Regions from separate parts of the Mus musculus genome. Here regions 1 and 2 are each linked to region 3. The links are chromatin contacts, called in public promoter capture Hi-C maps. All regions are on one chromosome and are shown on one strand. Each heading gives the region's core, a stretch centred on a gene start, on an enhancer-like site or on the middle of the called end of the contact. The rest is flanking DNA. Distances are from core to core; before and after follow the strand shown. Region 1 holds the start of Fbxw11 (F-box and WD-40 domain protein 11). Region 2 holds the start of Rhbdf1 (rhomboid 5 homolog 1). Region 3 holds the start of Chac2 (ChaC, cation transport regulator 2).

Region 1 (2,700 bases), core at 117-2,616, 1.7 Mb before region 3:
ATTTCTTCCGCCAATGAGCAAATCCTTCACTTTCCCAGACTCAGAGTCCTGTTTCCAAAAACCTTTCTAGCACCAAGTCTGAGGTCAGAAACGGGTTAGGGGTGTCCGGGGAGACCTGACCAGGCTGGCTACCAATGGTTCCTAACAGTACAGGGATCGCTGCTTATCCGTGGGCCAAGAAACCCCCCTCCCATTTTTTATTATTAAAATAAGAGAGGGTGGCAGTGATGAGCGCGACCTCTTCTCCCTCCCCTCTCATTTCCCAAATGATAAAAGTTATGGTTTCCCTTTCCTGGGGGATGGAATTCAAGAGTACCTAGGGCCTTGCTATACAAACATCCTTCACGGCAGGGTAGGAAACCCTTTGTCCAAGAAGCCTGACACCGCAGGGGCCCGGAAAATAGGCCCCTTATCCGGAACAGCCTCAGACTCGTAGGCACCCCCAACATCCCAGTCCAATGGGGCTATCCTGGCATCCATACAGCGGTAGCTTGGGGCGAGGGTGCTGAGACCCACCCCTACCACCCACCCCACCCCACCCCACCCCACCCCCCGCGCCTAGGTTATGGAGGCCGAAGCGGCTCCAACTGGTCTCGGACTCCCTTCCACCACCATCACCCTCAGCTTGAGCGAGGCTGGGAGGCGCGATGCAGGCCCGGCCAGAGGAATCCAGGGAAGGGAAAAAGAAATCCCCTTCTAAAAACAGAGTGTGATGGCAAGGCAAGAGTGAGCAGTGGCTCCGGCAGGAGCGAGGCTGGGGCGCCGGAGACTGGCCGGAGCCCGGCAAGGAGGGGGTTGGGGGAGCCGCGGGGAGTGGAGGCCGTGCCGGCCCAAGAGCGCGAAGCGTCAGCAACGAGCCATAGCAGGGGGGCGGCCGGGCCCAGGCGGCGGGGAACGAGGGCTGGCCTGGCGCGGACGCCGGGGTGGGCAGGCCCCCCGGCCGCCGGCCGGCCGGAAGAACTGAAGGCCAGTGGGCCGCACTCACCATGAGCTCGATGGTCTTGTCTTCAATCACCGAGTCGGGCTCCATGGCGGCCCCGGCGGCCCCGCCTCGCTCTCTCCGCTCAGCAGCGATCGGCCCGGGCGGAGGAGGCGGTGGCGGCGGCGGCGGTGGAGGCAGCTCTCGCACCCACTCTAGCTGCCAGCCCGCCCGGGCCGCCCGCAGCTCCGCCCTCACCCTCGGCCGACGCAGGACGCACAGCGAAGACTACAACTCCCGGCAGCCGCGGCGGCTCGCGCAGCTTTGTGGGAGCAAGAAGCCGCTTGGTCCAATCTGCCGGCTTCTGCCACCGGAGAGAGCACCTAGGGGAGCGCAGGGCTGTGAGTGCCGGACGTGCAGAGCTGGAGTATCTAGGGCTTGCTCGCGATAGGGCCTCGCGAGCGCCGCGACTACTTGTCCCAGAAATCCTCGCGCGCGAGGTCTTCTTCCGGTTGGTCGTTCCTGACTTCCTGGCAGCCCGTAGCCGCACGGACCTGGACGGAAACTCCGAGGCAACTCCTCACTTGTCGGAGATCTTTGCAGTGCGAGCGAGCGATCTCCGCACATGCGCAGTGGGTGTCTGCGGTGCCCACTAGTCGTCTAGGCTGCAGCGCTGCCGTTCCGTGTGTGTTGCATTTGGTAGGGACAGATGGTGGAGACAGGTGGGTCCCAGGTTGCACTAGGAAGTGTGGGAGGGGGCCCGCGAGGTCGAAGACACAATTAAAGGAAGATGGGCATCTAAGAGTTTGGAGACTGAGCTGGGAAAGCGGTGTGTGGAGATCTGCCACACTGACTGGGAGGAGCTGAGCCATGAGAAAGAAGCTATACATTTTGAAGACACTTTTTTTTTTTTCCGAGACAGGGTTTCTCTGTATACCTGGCTGTCCTGGAACTCACTTTGTAGACCAGGCTGTCCTCGAACTCAGAAATCTGCCTGCCTCCACCTCCTCAAAGGCGTGCGCCACCACCGCCCGGCCGAAGACACTTATTTTTAAGCATTCAGTTTCTACTAGTACTGCCCTAAGCACTGGGAATGACCGGAGAGACCTCTGTTCTTATTCAGCTTAATTCTAGTGGGAAGACAGCAGACATTGACTAAGAGTTAGAAATGATATGAAGAAACGCATCTAGAGACTTCAGAGAACCTCTAACTCCTTGTGACTTCCAAGTCTGTCAATACCCTCGAACCAAAAGCCCCCAGGAACACGCTGATAGTTGAACAAGGTGGGTTTTTTCCTAGCTGAAGTAGAAATGAACATACACCATGATGAAGCAGGGACGTCTCAGTAAGAGACCTTAGGTAATGTAGAAAAGGATTTGAAGGGGCTTTGGAGCAGATACTGCCGGGAAGTGGGGGTATAAGACTGGGCACCTCAGCCTTATCTATGGGAAGTTATATTAGATTAAAACTAATCCAGTAATTGTTGACAGCCTCTCCTGTTAGCCAGATTCAAGTGTTTAGTCTTGTAGCTGTGTTTCAGGGACTTGGACAATGTCCATGTTTTATCTGTGTTCACAAATGATTATGGGGTGGTCTTGTTTTTGTCTTGATCCATAAGCTAAGGCCACAGAATGGCCTTGTCTAATGTTGACGGACTGTTAAGTTGTTTATGTTTACAGGAGACCTGGCAGTCAGAGCTGTTATAAAGTGTCTCAAGGGCCTGGCTCATTGTACCCAGCCCACTTCACAGTAGCAGTGCCTGCTTGCCTGCTTCTCAAGT
Region 2 (2,700 bases), core at 135-2,634, 1.2 Mb before region 3:
TTTTCTGTCACTGTGTGCTGACAGCACTGTGGTATTCTTGCATTGAAGATGACTTGGGCTGGAGAGATGGCTCAGCAGCTAAGAGAGCTTTCTGCCTTTACAGAGGACCAGAGCTTGGCTCCCAGCACACACACTGGACAGCTCACAACTGCCTATAACTACAGTTCCAGGAGGATCTGATGCCCCCTCTGGCATGTGTGGGCACCTGCAACCACACACAGAGATAAAAATAAACACAGAAGAATTCTTTCTGTAAGAAAAGACGACTGACCCCTGGGTGTGTCTTCACAGTGAGTCTCCTGTAGGACTTCTTGCAGCTGGTAATAGATTTCTAGGTCTCAACAAAGGTCTAGGTGACCCTGCAGCATCCACAGCAGGAAGGAGTAGGGACCTACAGGCACCAGATGCCCGGTTCCTGTGGCCGGTTCCCTGATTTTCCAGAAAGGATGCAACCCCCGCACCTCCAGCCAGCCCAGTTTGGGCGTCCAGACCCTGCTTATTCCTAGCATGAGTCAAGAATGCTAGGCATGAAGACTGTCCCATCTCTGGCTTGGCATGTGTGGGTTACAGGAGCCCAGAACATCTGCACCACGACAGCTTTCTTCTCCCTCAGCCTTCAGCCTCAGCCGAGAGCAAAAGAAGCACTTCCTGTCCAGTATACAGAGTGATGAACCGTGCCTGACGTTATACGTGAGCACTGAGGCTGAAGAGAGAAGAGTGAGCGCATGCGCGGATGTAATGGCTTGAGGGGTGGCAGGTGTAGTCTAACCCTTGTACCTGCTGGGAAAGAAGTAGGGGAAGGGGTAATTGCTGAGCTGCGGTTCCTGTGAAATGGTGTATCAGTGTATGAACGTGAGTGTGCACACTTATAAATGTGTTAGGGTAGAGAGTGTGAGCCCATGGAAGTGCATTTTGAATAGGTGTGCGCACGTGTCTGTGTAAACAGGTGCGAGAGGCCTGAATGCATGAATGTTTGTTAGAAAGATCAGGCGCGTGTGCACAGGACAAGTGAGAGCTTCGGGACCCTCAGTGATGTGCCAGTGCGTGCCTTCGGAAGGGGCGTTCAATCTGCCTTTTAGGTCCCTTCCCACGCCACCCTCTTGCTTTGGAGGTCCCCTTCCTCTCTTCCCAAGCACAGGGGCAGCACAAGATGAAGGAGTATGGAAAGGCGAGTCCAAGACAGATGTTATGATTAAGGTGGTCGCTGGCGAGCCCGACTCCCAGCTACAGGTGTCTCTGCGGGACCCCTGGCAGAGCACAGCCGGAGGTCTTCCCGGAGGAGGCGCCCGGGGCTGGCAGCGGGCGGCGCGCATTCCTCAGCCCTGAGTCAGGCGGCCGCCCCTCTGCCGGGCCCGCCCCCGGCGCGCACGCCCCTCGGCCCGTGGCATTCCCAGGCGGACGGGTCGGGCCGGCGCGCGGGCGGCGCAGGCAGGGACTAGGCGCGGGCGCCCTCCCGGCCCGCAGCGGCGGCAGCAGCCGGTGCAGACCCTTCTGAGGACCCTACGGCGGTGAGTGGCGGCCGGGGTCTTTGCGCGGGGTTCCGGGCGGGCGAGTGCGGAGCTTGCGTTCTGGCGCGTGTCCGCCGATCGCTGGCAGTCGGTGCGCGGAGTTTCCCGAGCGCCGGCGCAGGCGGCGCGGCCCGGATTCCAGCCCGGCGCCCCACAGAAATAGCCCGTGGTCGGATCGGCGCGGCCTGGCGGGCGGGGCAGCGGAGTAGCAGCCCCGCCGGGTCCCCGGGGACAGGAGTCCGGGGGCCGCAGCCGCCCTGAGCGGCCCCTCCGCTGCCAGCCCCCACACCCCATGCCCTCCGTGCTCCCAGGGCCCCGAAGGTGGCGTCTGAAACTCTGCACAGAGAGCGCGACTTCGGGCCACAGGGTCCGCTTCCTCCCACTCACGGGAGTAACAGTGGCAGCTGCGGGCCGGGGAGCTCGGCTGGGCCTGCTCGGCCCGTTTCAGCCCGGTTCGCATCGGCAAACTCGGGAAGTGCCTCCAAAGACATCTCCTGCCCTGTACAGTGGCCCCGGGGGCGAGCCCGAGGCCACAGTCGGGATCTTGAAGTAGGCCTGGGCGCGGTGGGGTGACCGCGGACCCCAAGGGCTCAGGGATAGGCGAGAGGGCCTGTCTGTCCTGCTGGGAGCACGCTAGTAGAGCTGGGTGGAGAACGGTCAAGGGACTCCCCCTAGGCTTTCTTTCCGCTCAGATAGTCCGGACCAGAGTTCCTGCTCCGTGTGCCTCTTGGAGTAGTGTGTCTGTCTGCGTGGGCGGGGCCTGGATCCGGAGGCCCCCCGCTCTGTCCTGGGAAAGCCCCCCCTCCCCACTTCCTGTTGAAGCCGGGAGAAGATTCTAGGATGAAACTGGCTTTTCAGGTTTAGACCAGCTAAGAAGTCGGGGCAGTCCCAGGCTAGGTGCTCCCCACCTCCATGGGGCGAGCCTCAGCCCCTTGCCCCCGCCCTTAAGCCTAGAGGATGCTGGGGAACTCAGCAGCTGGCCAGTTCTCAAGAGGTTGCAGAGGCTGAGCCCTATGCTTACCAGGGTCATTCTGGGCAATCCGGGTAAGAGGGCAAGGGTGTCGGGTAGGTCCAGTACAGTACAGGGTAGGGTAGTACAGGTTCTGGCACCAGTCCACAGAACTCCAGGCAGCCTCCATGGCTGGCTAGCTCCTCTGCAGGAGCCTTACTGGGAAGTCCACTTGGGTGAGCC
Region 3 (2,700 bases), core at 65-2,564:
AAAGCTCTGTTCTTTTTGGGGGGAGGGAGTGTATATATATCACTTAATTTTCAATTTTTGAGAAATTCAAATACATAAAATATTATAATCTTAAGAATACAAAGAACACAACCCAAAGGAAGACTAAGAAAATATGTTTCCCAATAGTCAACAGTGGTTCTACATATTTTCCCACTAGTGTTTTTATCTAAAATTTAAGGTGTCCTGCCATAGTTCTGCAAGAATAGAACTGTCTGATGGGGAGGCAATGAAAATACTTAAGAGTTAAGAAGGAAATCCAGGAAAAACAATACATTTTAAACTAAATATAAGAATTCTCCTCAACCATCCAAATTAAGTGTTCAGTAAAGAATATTCATTATCCTCAAAGTTTCTTATTAAACAAAACAGCAGCCATTCACCTGAGAAAAGAAAAGGATTCTATAAGCAGCACTGTAAAAGCCACTGGTGAAGTAATGTAATGGGAGAGTGCACCTGCTCGTCTCTGAGCCTCCGAGATTAAGACTGAACAAACTGTTCTTTGAAGTTTAAATAAGTGGTAGGTTTCAAAAGTGAGAAAAATGGCTGAGGTGCCTACTTAACATCATAATAGGCACTGACTGCCAAGTTCTTCCTGCATCCTTCGGTCCTGATCTATTTCAGGACCCTCCTGCTGGCATACCCCAACCCCTACTCTAAACTTTTCCATCCCTAGGGCTGGGCTGACCTTCTAGCAGCAGCCCTTTCCTATATAATCCAACCAAATCCCTTTTGAGCCTCCAGGCTGCTGCACCTAGTCCCTCTCTCTCATCTTTCTTTCCCTCCCTCTTCTCACATGGCACAGCTCAGTTTGGTCCTGCCCACTGTGAACTGTTCCAGATGTCTCTTACTGTATAAAAACCTCTCTCCTTCATCATGCTTAAACAGTCCCGTTCTTCCCCCCCTCCCCCCAATCTGATAAGCAACTTCCATTAGAATCCAGTTGCTTTTTCACACACATAAAACTACTGTTTTGCTTCTATTTAAAAGCAAAGGACACAGGACTTGGTCATACAGATATTATACTTCCGGGATCTGCCACTCTGGCTGCTGTTTGATGTGGGCAGCTAGCCAATTTTCAAAGCACAACAAAATGACTACGTGCTAATTGTGGTGCCCTATAAGACAGGAGTCCTGCCTTTTCTCCTCTTTCAATTCTCACTAGAAAAAAAGGTGGGAGGGGTGCTGCTCCAACTCGAGAGTCGTAAAACTCTAAAGAATTGTGGGTAATGTAGTCCCCTGCCTCCCATTCCCTACCCCCACCCCTCCCGCACCATAGAAGCTCTGAAAACCCAGTGTGCTTTGCGCCGCACATCAGGCGAAGCCAGAGCGCCTGGCACTGCCCCAGCAGCCGGTTACTCCCCTCGGTAGCAGTCTCGTTCTGAAGTCCGAGTGCCGGTCAGGGTCCAGAAAGATGTGGGTGTTTGGTTATGGGTCCCTCATCTGGAAGGTGGACTTCCCCTACCAGGACAAGCTGGTTGGTTACATCACAAACTACAGTCGGCGCTTCTGGCAAGGTAGCACGGACCACCGCGGGGTCCCAGGCAAGGTAAGGAGCCAGCGCCTCATGCCCACCTACCCAGCAGAGCACTGGAACAGGATAAAGCTCTCAACTTCATTGGCCACCTGCCCTTGCCTCTCTCAAGAAGTGGATATCCTTAGGCCGCTTCAGAAGCCAGTAATTAGTTTCTAAAGCAGAAAGCACGGGCACAGGGAGCTCGCCCAAGGCTGAAGTGGCCAGGACAGCACCCTTATCTTGGCAACCTCTGCCACCCCACAAAATAATAAAGTTGAATTTTCATGTCACCACATGGTCAGTGTGTAAATTCGTTGATATGTCTATATTATGCCAGGTTTTTACTGGTCTGAATTTATATGTGCCTGTAAATTTCCAATTTATGTTTCCAATGTTTTAGTTTTAAAATGCCTAAGATCATGAAAGAACTAGTTTCCAGTCATTCCAATTTTTATGCCCATGGTGATTTTTTGATTGAGAGGTATAAGCAAAGTTATGTGAGGTTTGCAGTTCGTTCTGAGTAATGAATTGAAAATCTCCATTATTTGAATGTTCCTTCTCCATAGTTCTCTTGAATTATTAATGTAAATACAAATCATTGGATCTGTTTTTCAGTTCGGTCATATAAAGCATTCAGCTCTCCAGGGGTTCAGAGTGTTAGAAGCAGCTCACTATTTGCCTTGGCTACAAAAAAAAAAAAAAAAAAAAAAAAAAAATCTGTGGAAAAAAAAAGTTAAACAAGTATGAACTAGTAACTTGTTTGGTTAATATCTAACCTTTGGTTTTGAATGTTCCTGTGTTCTCCAACATACTCTTAAAATTAGCCTAGTCTGCTGGTACAAAATTGTAATCCAAAAGAATATCACAAGTTCAATACTGGCCTGGACCTCAAGCTCAGAAACAAGTCTGGGAATATAGCTTAGTAGTAGAGTTCTTACCTAGTGCATGCAAGGCCCTGCCCGAGTTCAATTCCCAGCACCATTTTTAAAAAATACTCTAAAGCATAATATTCTGAAATACTGGAAACCAAGTATCAGAAGAGATTTTAGGAAAGGGAAAGATCACAGTGTGTACCTGCTCAAAAGATACAGGCTTTAAATCAGGAAGAGCATCTGAGGTAGAACCATTCTAACTACAGTTTGTCAATTTAGAATTAAGGTAGACTT

The links. Promoter capture Hi-C pulls out the DNA fragments that hold promoters and counts their contacts.
Region 1: a contact with region 3 is called in a promoter capture Hi-C map of liver, with 2.6 times the contacts expected there. The contact joins the promoter of Fbxw11 here to the promoter of Chac2 in region 3. A contact is called at or near these places in 2 of 39 promoter capture datasets (liver and pre-B cells).
Region 2: a contact with region 3 is called in a promoter capture Hi-C map of liver, with 3 times the contacts expected there. The contact joins the promoter of Rhbdf1 here to the promoter of Chac2 in region 3. A contact is called at or near these places in 3 of 39 promoter capture datasets (hippocampal neurons, liver and pre-B cells) and 1 of 115 datasets of contacts at active chromatin or transcription factors (microglia).

The regions. Positions count from the first base shown.
Region 1 is chr11:32,641,221-32,643,920 of GRCm38.p6, reverse strand. It overlaps Fbxw11 (F-box and WD-40 domain protein 11), which reads right to left and starts at 1,366. Exons shown (of 13, transcript NM_001271347.1): 1 at 986-1,366. The coding sequence starts at 1,030.
Region 2 is chr11:32,220,977-32,223,676 of GRCm38.p6, reverse strand. It overlaps Rhbdf1 (rhomboid 5 homolog 1), which reads left to right and starts at 1,384. Exons shown (of 18, transcript NM_010117.2): 1 at 1,384-1,508.
Region 3 is chr11:30,984,979-30,987,678 of GRCm38.p6, reverse strand. It overlaps Chac2 (ChaC, cation transport regulator 2), which reads left to right and starts at 1,314. Exons shown (of 3, transcript NM_026527.3): 1 at 1,314-1,567. The coding sequence starts at 1,433. All of the region lies in intron 1 of Asb3 (ankyrin repeat and SOCS box-containing 3), which reads right to left.